Regions from separate parts of the Mus musculus genome. Here all the other regions are linked to region 3. The links are chromatin contacts, called in public Hi-C and promoter capture Hi-C maps. All regions are on one chromosome and are shown on one strand. Each heading gives the region's core, a stretch centred on a gene start, on an enhancer-like site or on the middle of the called end of the contact. The rest is flanking DNA. Distances are from core to core; before and after follow the strand shown.

The links. Hi-C and Micro-C count contacts between places; a contact is called where the count stands out from the background. Capture Hi-C pulls out chosen DNA fragments and counts their contacts.
Region 1: a contact with region 3 is called in a Hi-C map of CD8 T cells, with 4 times the contacts expected there. The contact joins the promoter of Efcab14 here to the promoter of Toe1 in region 3. A contact is called at or near these places in 1 of 39 promoter capture datasets (pre-B cells), 1 of 484 Hi-C or Micro-C datasets (CD8 T cells) and 2 of 9 other capture datasets (adipose tissue and liver).
Region 2: a contact with region 3 is called in a promoter capture Hi-C map of adipose tissue, with 4 times the contacts expected there. The contact joins the promoter of Ipo13 here to the promoter of Toe1 in region 3. A contact is called at or near these places in 2 of 39 promoter capture datasets (erythroid cells and pre-B cells), 1 of 484 Hi-C or Micro-C datasets (CD4 T cells) and 1 of 9 other capture datasets (adipose tissue).

What each region holds. Positions count from the first base shown.
Region 1 is chr4:115,736,194-115,739,291 of GRCm38.p6, forward strand. Efcab14 (EF-hand calcium binding domain 14) reads left to right here and starts at 1,577. Exons shown (of 11, transcript NM_001368627.1): 1 at 1,577-2,647. The coding sequence starts at 2,466.
Region 2 is chr4:117,913,653-117,916,937 of GRCm38.p6, forward strand. Ipo13 (importin 13) reads right to left here and starts at 1,347. Exons shown (of 20, transcript NM_146152.3): 1 at 636-1,347. The coding sequence starts at 719.
Region 3 is chr4:116,806,043-116,809,465 of GRCm38.p6, forward strand. Toe1 (target of EGR1, member 1 (nuclear)) reads right to left here and starts at 1,517. Exons shown (of 8, transcript NM_026654.2): 1 at 1,426-1,517; 2 at 575-717; 3 at 444-484; 4 at 217-313; 5 at 1-101. The coding sequence starts at 1,477. It overlaps Mutyh (mutY DNA glycosylase), which reads left to right and starts at 1,692. Exons shown (of 16, transcript NM_133250.2): 1 at 1,692-1,729.

The DNA of each region.
Region 1 (3,098 bases), core at 327-2,826, 1.1 Mb before region 3:
TAATTTTCTTTCATCTAATCCACCGACAAATATCTTTAACTCTATCTACAAGAAGCATACAGCATACTGGCCATCCCCACTACTGCCACTCCGCTGTCCTCTTCATGTCTATCCAGACCGAAGAAATACTTGGCTCCCTCTCTTTTTGTTGTTTATTTTCCAAACAGTAGTCAGAGTCATCTTTTTTTTAAAAAATTACTTATTTTTAATTTTATGTGCATTGGTGTTCTTCCTGCGTGTATGTCTATATGAGGGCCTTGGAGCTCCTGGAACTGGAGTTACAGACAGTTGTGAGCTGCCATGCAGATGCTAGTAATTGAACCCAGGTCCTCTGGAAGAGCAGTCAGTGCTCTCTTAATCCCTGAGCCATCTCTGCAGCCCCTAGAGTCATCTTCTATAAACTGAAAATTCAGAGTATGTTCCTCAATGGTTTTTCAAACTCCTTCTACAAAACCCTGCAAGGTTTACTTCCTGATGTTTCTGTAACTTCATTTCCTATCACTTTTTTTTTTCCAAACCAGGTCTTTCTGAGCACTCCTTCATGATACCATTTTACTTACTCTCTGGCTTCCTAAGGATCTATGCCCAAAAATCCCTTCATCAAAGACAACAGGCATGCCTCACCCTATCTTATTTGGGTTTCCTTCATAATATGCATCCACTTCTAAAGTGTAATATGTGTGCCTATTGTTGCTTTCATGCTCAAATACAAGCTGGAGCAGATGAGCAGATAAAATAGAGGAAGCCCAATTGAATTTAAATTTCAGATAAACAATGAATTATTTTTCAATATGAAGTTGTCATAGATATTGGAGGGCTCTTATAATTTAAAAAAAAAATAGCTAAACCAGGTGTGAGGATGCATGCCATTAATCCCAGAACTCAGGACCAAGGCAGGCAGATCTTTGCGAGTTCAAGAACAGCCTGGTCTACATAGCTAGCTCTAGGGCAGCCAGGACTACATAGAAAGCCTCTGTCCAACTCCCTCCCCCCTCCCCAAAAATCACTGTTTATCTGGTATTGGAAATTTACTAGTGTTCAGTATTTTATTTGCTAAATCTGGCAACTCTATACAGAAAGGAAAACACATTGGTTATTGTGTTTATGGCAGCATCCCCAGAGCTAGAATAGTCTCGATATTTCACCACCAGTAAATATTTATTGGATGGATGGGTGGGTGGGTGGATAGATGGATAGATGGGTGGAGGGATGGATGGAAGGACGGATGAATTATTCAACTGGGCCATTAAAACAATGAGCCTAAAGAACCTAAGAGTAAGAGGGATGGAGTCTTTCAAGAACTTTTCAGAAGGTGGAGCCTCGGGTGCCAGTCCCCGCCCCTGCTTCTCAGCAAGCAAAACTCTGCCTCCGCTGTAAGTTGATGCGGTCAGCCGCGGTCCGACAGGGGCGGGGCCTACTAACTGTGGCTCCAGACCCAGCACGAGCCAGAGCCGCGGCCCCTTTAACGTTCCACCTCCCCAGCACCACACGCGCCCTCCTGCGTGACGTCACCAAGGGGCGCCCAATGGGGGCGCGGCTTACTGGCAAGCCTTGCCCGGGGCCGCTGCCAAAGGGGAAGTGAGCTAAGACTGGAGCTATGGCCCGGGTCTGGAGCCTGCGGCGGCCGCCACCGCCAGCACATCCAGAGAAGTCGCGACCGAAGCAGGGGCCGGAGACGCGGCTGGACTGGCCGCGGCGCGTGTGAGTTGCGGAAGTCGCTGGTGGCGGAACACTTCAGGCTGGCGGAGCGGTGGTCACCCCTCATCACTGCGCCCCCTCCAGGCCCTAGCAGCAGGGCTCCCGCTCCTCTCGCGCGGGTCTCTACAAACTCAGGACAGAAGCCACGGGAAGGTGATCATCCCGAATCCTGGTGGGCGTCCCGGCCTGGGAGTTTTCTAGGCGCCCAGGCAGTGTTGGCGCTCTCCTGTCACCACCTCTCCAGTTAAGGATCAGCGAGTTCCCACTGCCTGCTCTGCAAAGTCTCCTCTCCTCCCATTCAAAAACAAGTTTATTTTCCTTCTGCATTGGGAATCTTGTCCCAGAGATCTAAAGTACCTTAGTTTTGTGTATCTTTCTCCCGCTTTCTGGAGCACTCCTAGAAATATTGGTTGCCTACACGACTTAGAATCTCGTGCTTGACTTAGCGGGTTGTTTTGTTTCGTTTTCCTTTTGACAGGTAATAGTTGTTTCAGAAATTTATCCATTTAGATCTCCAGTTCCTTGGCCATCTCTATGTAACTTCCCCCACCCCCCATCCCCCATCCACCTGAGTCCAATTTTCTCTGGGCTCTATTCTCCAGCCCTCAGTAGATCTGGTCAGTCCCACCTCTGGGTGGGAGTGATCAGGGGGCTCAGGCCCAGGATTTCCAACCCTGGAAGGCAGCTCCAAGTCAGCGAGAGAGTTGGGTGTTGGCTACGAACCTGGCAGCTCAGGAGTGGGCCCGCCACTCACCCCCCACAAAAAGATGAAAAAGCGCAAAGAGCTCAATGCGTTGATCGGCCTGGCTGGTGACCATCGGAGAAAGAAGACCAAGCAAGGCTCAGGCAGCCACCGCCTGCTTCGCACTGAGCCTCCTGACTCAGACTCAGAGTCCAGCACAGACGAAGAGGAATTTGGAGCAATTGGAAATCGCTCTCGTTTTGTCAAGTGAGTGTAGCAGTGGGGAGGGCTGAAATGGGCAAAAGGCATCTTGCACTACTACCAGCCGGGCAAATGGATGAGAAGGAGAGGGGAGTCCCTTGGAAGAAAAAGGGAAGTAGGCCTTGGAAAACAGGGAGAAAGGATGTTGGACAGGGCAAGTTCTAACTCTTAATAAAGAGTAAGCAGTCACTCTAATGTCTAACAAGAGCTTCAAATCTAGGGTGGAAGTGTGGACTTGGGGAATGGGCTCATAGCCCAAGAAGGAATTAAAAAGGTTACTCATGGAGACAGAGGAGCAGAGAGGCTCTTGGGGCTAGGCATTTTTAAAAAGTAGGTCAAGGGACCTTAAGACCAATACTCGTTTTGTGTTTCTTAACCAGCTTAGATATTGGTGATAGGAGAATATGGTGAAGGGCTTACTGTTGAAAGTGTGAACCTTCGATAAATAATATGGGGG
Region 2 (3,285 bases), core at 97-2,596, 1.1 Mb after region 3:
TGTGGGCAGGTAAGGAAGGAAGGGCCCTGTAAAGTTGCCAGCAGAGCCAAGCCCCTTGGACCCAGCACAAAACAAGAGAGCCAGGCACACTCCTGCCTGTCCAGGACCGGTTTGACTTCCATCCAATAAGGAAAAGACCCTTTCTGAAGATAAATGAACATATAACTCAGACGGGTTTAGCTCCAGATATCTTTGTGAGCCTTTGACTGAAAAAAAGTGAGTCGGGTCCAGGATCATTCAGCATCCGTGTGGTTTCTAACGTGGGGGTGGGGGTGGCTGAGTGGCAGGTCTTGTGAGTTTCTGGTTCCCTCCAGAACTCCGCCTGCTTTTCTCCTGGATCTGGGCAGGAGCCGATTTGGTTATAAGTCTAAACCCTTCAGCACCCTACAGGGAACAACCTAAGATCCTAGAGTATCTATCCGAAAGGGGACCTGTGTCTACAGAAAGCCCAAAATAGCCCATTAGGCACTGCAACACTGCTGTCCAAGCCGGCTGCCCAAGAGAGATGGTAAATACCAGGTGCTCTGGGGGCATCATCCCAGCGGGCACTGAGCCCGCGTCTGAGCTTTGGCATTAGTGTCAGTCCCCAGAACTTCTGCTCTGTCACTGGAGTGCCCACCCCAAGGCCCTCATACCTTCTCCACGTTCTCCACAGTGAAGTCCAAGGCTGGTGCTGCTCCAGCCCCTGCAGCCCCCAGCTGCTCCTCCCGCCGCTCCATCTTTGCTCCCTGCCTGGCAGGGAGGTGGACCCTGATCTCTTTCTTGCCCCAGCCCTTTGGCTGTCGGCCCCCTGCTAGACCCCGGCTTGAGTACCCGGGAGGTGGTGGGATGAGGGGATGCCCAGGGCGGGCATGGCTGCCGAGGCCTGCCCACCTCGTTTGGAGGGGGAGTGGGTTGCAGAGGTCAAAAGATGTGCTCTTCGGAAAGGGACCCGCTAAGGCGGCTCCCAGAAGGGAGGCGTCCGTGAGGTACTCCCAGACAAGGGTCCTAGTGGGAGGTCACAGCTCTGTCCCTTGAATCAAAAGTCATAGGGGAGGGAGGCCTATAGGGGAAACAGAGGCCCTGGCCCGTGAGGGGTCACAGAATCAACGGCCTGTACCCATAACACCCCAGTCTGGACGAGCTTCTAGATGCTATGAGGTCAGGGGGGCTGGGAGATCACCCGGGAGAGAGCCCTTCGCGAGATACGGAGACGTCCAAGGAAGCACGGGATTGCAGTTTCGTGAGTCTGGGGCAGAGTCGGTAGAGTTGGGGGACTGAGATAGGTCCCCTCCGTTCGCCTGGCCCGCGATCTGTTCGCCTCCCGGCGTTGGCCCCGCTACGGTCGCTGCCTCCGCCCCAGTGACTGACAGACAGGCCGGCCCGGCCGGGACGGGGCGGGGACCTCAGCAAGACTCGGGCTGTCCCGAGCGCCTGTCGCCAGTACCACCAACTTAGGCCCCCACCCACGCTTGTCCTGGCCCGGCACGGCCAAGCACATCGAGACACGGCACGGCGGAACTACGCGGAAACTCATTCCGGGTCTTTGGCCCTGTCCTCGTGCTAGCTCGCGCGCCCCCGAACAGGCGACGGAACGGCACACCGCCAGGGGCCCCTGCCTGAAGCAAGGACCCGCCTCTATGCACCCTGGGAAATGTAGTTTTCGTCGGACCGGAAGGTGGCTCCTGAGGAGGGAGGCTTGGAGCACGTGGGTTGGGGGTCCTATGGAACCCTATCCTATTCTCGGCTTAGGGCAGAGGACCATCTTGCTCAGTCACATTGCCTAGGAGTGCAACTCTTGCGAAGACGTGATTCATGGGGCCTTTGGGTGGAGTTGGAAGCCAAGAATGGAGGGGAGAGGGTCACGTTTGGTCGGCGCTCAGGCACAGGGAACTGGTTGTGTTGGTGACCATCAGCACCCGCTAAAGAAGAGGAAAGATAGGAGTTACTTGGTGCCCCACAATTAAAAAAAAAAAAAAAAGCACTGTGGATCTGCTCGGGAGCAACCGGGAAATCATATTATTCTGCGCGCGCGCGTGTATGTGTGTGTGAAACGAGGAGGAGAAGGGAAATCGTTAAGGTTTTCATTATGTTTCAAGTAAGAATAGCTCATGGCTTTACCTTAGGTTTTGTTCTCTCTCTATTCTGCTGTGGCGGGTTGGTTTGTTTTGAGATGGAGTCTCTTGCCTTGGGGTGGGGAGTGTACCTCTTTAATCCCAGCACTCCCGGGATTACAGGAGTGTGCCACCAAGATGGGTGTCTGAAGTGCTGTGCCTCCCGCGCACCCTGTCAACTGAACCACATCCTCCACCTTCTTTGTTTTCAAGCGGGGATCTCACTATGTAGCCCGGGCTTGAGTGGGTATTTTTATTCATTGTCTTCAGCTAAAATGGGGAAATTGAGGTTGGAGGAAGGCAAGCCCTGCTCCCAGCAGGCACTTCCTCTCCATGCTCAACTTTTTCTTTCCTTGACTCCTGTCAGCAGGAAAGGAAATGATTTCAAACAGAAGGATCTTTCTTTTTCTTTTCTTTTCTTTTTTTCCAAGACAGGGTTTCTCTGTGAGGCCCTGGCTATCTTGAAACTCTGTAGACCAGGCTGGCTTCCAGCTCACCGAAACCCACTTGTGTCTGCTTCCAAAGTGCTAGAATTAAAGTTATGTACCACCATGCCCAGCCTAAAACTTTTTTTTTTTAGATAAATTATATTAAGCTCAATTTGGGCTTACTATATGGCTTCTCTCTCCTTATTGACTAAACTCTTCCCAACACAGCCTTCTAGCAGTAGCAAAGTTGGGTAAGAATAAGAAGGGCTGGCATACCGTCAGGAGGAGCAGCAATTTTGTAAACCTGGGGAGGAAACAGATTAAGACAAGAGCTGGAGTCACTATACAGGGCTTTACATGTGTCCCACCACACCAGGTGACACTTGTGCTCTAAGGGAGGAAGCTGGCTCTGGAAGTAGCTGCTGAGGCCAGAGAAGGTCGAAGAAACTTGACAAGATCTTGACGAATCCTCAAAGCCTGGGAAGGAGAAGGACTCACTTGGCTGCTAGAGGAAGTCCATCCATCACAATGAGTCAGCAAATCGTTGTCCAAAAGGAAAAAAAGAAAATGTTTTAAGCGTTTTAAAGAAGCCAATTGGATCCCTGTGAGTTTGAGGCCAGCCTGGTCTACAGAGTGAAGTCCAGGACAGCCAGGGCTACACAGAGAAACCCTGTCTCGGAAAAAAAAAAAAAAAAAAAAAGCACCAGCTGCTCTTCCAGAGACCTGGGTTCAATTCCCAGCACTCACAAGGTGGTTCACAACCG
Region 3 (3,423 bases), core at 267-2,766:
CCATGCTGTACCAGGAACTGCACAGACTTCGGTTCTATAACGTACTCCTCTATGCATAGCAGGGTGAGATTGAACACTTGAGCCAAGTAAGAATTTTCACCCTGAAAAACATGAGGATCTACTTTACCAAAAACTGGGAGGAAAAATTTCCACCATTAAGATCTCAACTCTCAGGCCCCATGCCTCCCTCAGACCTGGGATGAAGGTAATTCCTACCTTATCTGGTTGCTGCCTGAAGCAGGCGAGGCCCAGGGACAGGACAGAACGGGTCCTGGCAGCATGACACACGGCCTTGTAACGTTCCTCAATGCACCTTAGAGTTGGGTTTGGGCATGAGTTAGTTTCACAAAGAACCCAAACTACCAGGGCTGGCAGTCCCTAGCTTCTGGGTTGAGACCTACATATTTGTTAGAGCTGGGATCACAGGCAAGGCTTATACTTACTGGTTCAGCAAACTCTTCCTATCCCCGAGCCCACTCAGCTCCTATGGGTGGGTAAAGGAAGTGTGGTTATTTTCCACACCCATCACCAAACACTTCACAGCCACCTGCCCTCCCTTCCTCCCACTCCTCACCGTGTCCACAGCCACAAAGCTAGCTGTCTTTAAGGCTAGCAAGAGTGATGGCCATATCTCCTTGAAGTTGTCACTCTGCACGTCTACCACAGGAACCCGAACCACAAACTCCTCTGCAGGTTGTGTGTTTTTGTTGACACCACCTGGGGATAAGGGCGTTGATGGATTTAGATGGTTTCACAAGGTCCCTGTGGAGCAAACACCAAGCTAGATGTGGGCAAAGGGGTGCCCACTGACAAGCTTTCACTTAAAGATTTTACATCTACCAGCTCTAAACACAAGCTCTGAAATGGGCAGTGCCCTAAATTTGGAAAAAGGGCATCTGTGTCTTTTAGTGCCTTTATGTGGGACTGGGAAATCATTTCTTTTTTGCATCATGATCAGGAGAAAAGTGGACTAGATAACCTTTGAGGATTCTTTATCCTCCAGCCTGTAATCCCAGGACTAGGGAGCATTAGGCTGAAGGACCACGAGTTCAAGGCTAGCCTACAGAGCATGCTCCTATCTCAAACACAAACCGATCCCATAAAGCCACATATACATGATGCCTCAACAGCTACCGGAGTGCTCCAAAGTTAAACCCAAGCTCCACTTACTGTGGACGACTACGCACTCTGGTATTACCGACTGACAACCACCGGCTCCGTCCAAAACACACCACCCATCCCACCTCACTGCTCCACTCTACAACAGTTCGGGTTTTGCAGTTGCACGCGCTGCACACTGGGAGTTGTAGTCTAAGATAGCTGAGGCAAGAAGAACTACAGGCCTGTCTCCGAGCTACCGGGCCGAGGCTTTTCCCTCCCCAGGACCCCTTAGGCTTCTGTGGCCATCCCTGGGGAGCCGCTCACCGTCAGAGGGCGTTGGAACTGGAGGCACATCATCGTCACTGTCCGCGGCCATGACGCCCCTCGCCAGCCTTCTGGAGGTACGCAGAGACTTCCGCTTCGTCTCCAGAAGCGACACGGATCTAGGATGGGGCGGGGTCTCGGCGTCTGGGTCCCGTAGGGTCAACTTCCGTTCCGAGTGGTCGGGCGGGGTGCGGAGCGTGGGCCTTGCGCGCGCTGAGTGTCTATTGGCTGGACGGTCCTACTGACCGAAGCCACGCCCCCTTCGGGGTTTCTTGGGAGCGGCCGGTCGGAGACTGCGCAGGAGGTAATCTGTGCTTTCATTTGTGGTGGCGGGAACGTGGAATCTTAAAATTACAGCCGATCGTTTCACTTACACAAACTCAGGGTTGGCATGGGCAGCGCAGGCTTCTCGGCGCTGGGTTGGGGAAAGAATGCCTCCTGCGCTGAGCTAAAGCAAGCCTAGGAGTTCGGGAGAGAGGGGTGCACGGCCGAGTAAAGGGGTCCTGAGCATGGACACAAGTCCAGAAAGATAAGGAAGTGAGAGGGAAGCGTTCTACAGGACACAGGTAGATAAGTGGTAAAATGACCAGGAACGTTTTAAAGATAATTCACCCAAGTATTAATGTGCACTTGAGTTAAGGTTTTGGTAGGTCTTAATTTGACCTGTAGGTGGTAACAATGTCGGAATTCAGTCCCATCCTAGGAAGTGTTCTCTAGCTCCACCGACCTAGATTTCTCCTTATCTTAAAAGATAAAAGGCTTCAAACTTATCTTTAAAAATTCAGGCTGGGTGGGATGGTGCCTGACAATAATCTCATCCTTCAGGAGGCAGAGGCAGGCGGATCTCTGAGTTCAAGGCCAGCCTGGTGTACTGAGTGAGCTCCAGGGCTGCACAGAGAAACTCTCGTCTCTATAAAACAAAACAAAAAGCAATCTCCACACCTGGAGTGCTGGGTTATAGGTGTGCACAACCACTCTAGTTTGACTTTTTTTTTTTTTTTTTTTTTTGGTTTTTCGAGACAGGGTTTCTCTGTATAGTCCTGGCTGTCCTGGAACTCACTTTGTAGACCAGGCTGGCCTCAAACTCAGAAATCCACCTGCCTCTGCCTCCTGAGTGCTGGGATTAAAGGCGTGCGCCACCACGCCCGGCTAGTTTGACTTTTTAAAAAAGATTTGTAGTGGGCGATGGTGGCGCACGCCTTTAGCCCCAGCACTTTGGGAGGCAGAGGCAGGCGGATTAGGTGGGTTTCTGAGTTCGAGGCCAGCCTGGTCTACAAAGTGAGTTCCAGGACAGCCAGAACTACACAGAGAAACCCGTCTCCAAAAAACAAAAACAAAAAAGGTTTGTTACTATTTTTAATTCCGTGTATGATTTCTGCGTGGGTCCGTGTGTGTGAGTGCAGTCGGATCCCACCCTCCAACACAGATCTCACAGCCCTCTAATCCCCCTGGCCGTAGCCTAGGGCTGATATCACAGCTGGTTTATGAGCAGTCCAATATGGATGCTATGATCAAAACTCATGAGCCCCCACTGTGCAGCCACGTGGGATCCGGGATTGAACCCAGGACTTCATGTTCCCTAGACAGTCACTAACTGACCAACATCTCCACTCAAAAGTTGTGGGATTTTTTTTAACTTTTACTTTGTTTGTTTAATATATATGACTGCTTTCCTGTATATGTGCACAGGGTCCCTGTGTCCGTGTTTATTTGATATATATGAGTATTTTCTTGAATATATGTATGTGCACAGGGAGGGTCCCTGGTGCCCATGAGGCTAGAAGAAGGTGTTGGATCACCTGAAACTGGAGTTTCAGATGATTATGAGGTGCTGGAAATCCAACTAATTATCACTAACCACTGAACTATCTTCTCAACTCCCAGGCTTGTGGTTGGTTGGTTTATTTGTTTGAGATGAAACCAGAGTTCATAGTCATCCAGCTTAGCTTCCAAAATGCTGTTTCATTTAAAGTAGAATAAGAAGACATTGACCAAAAG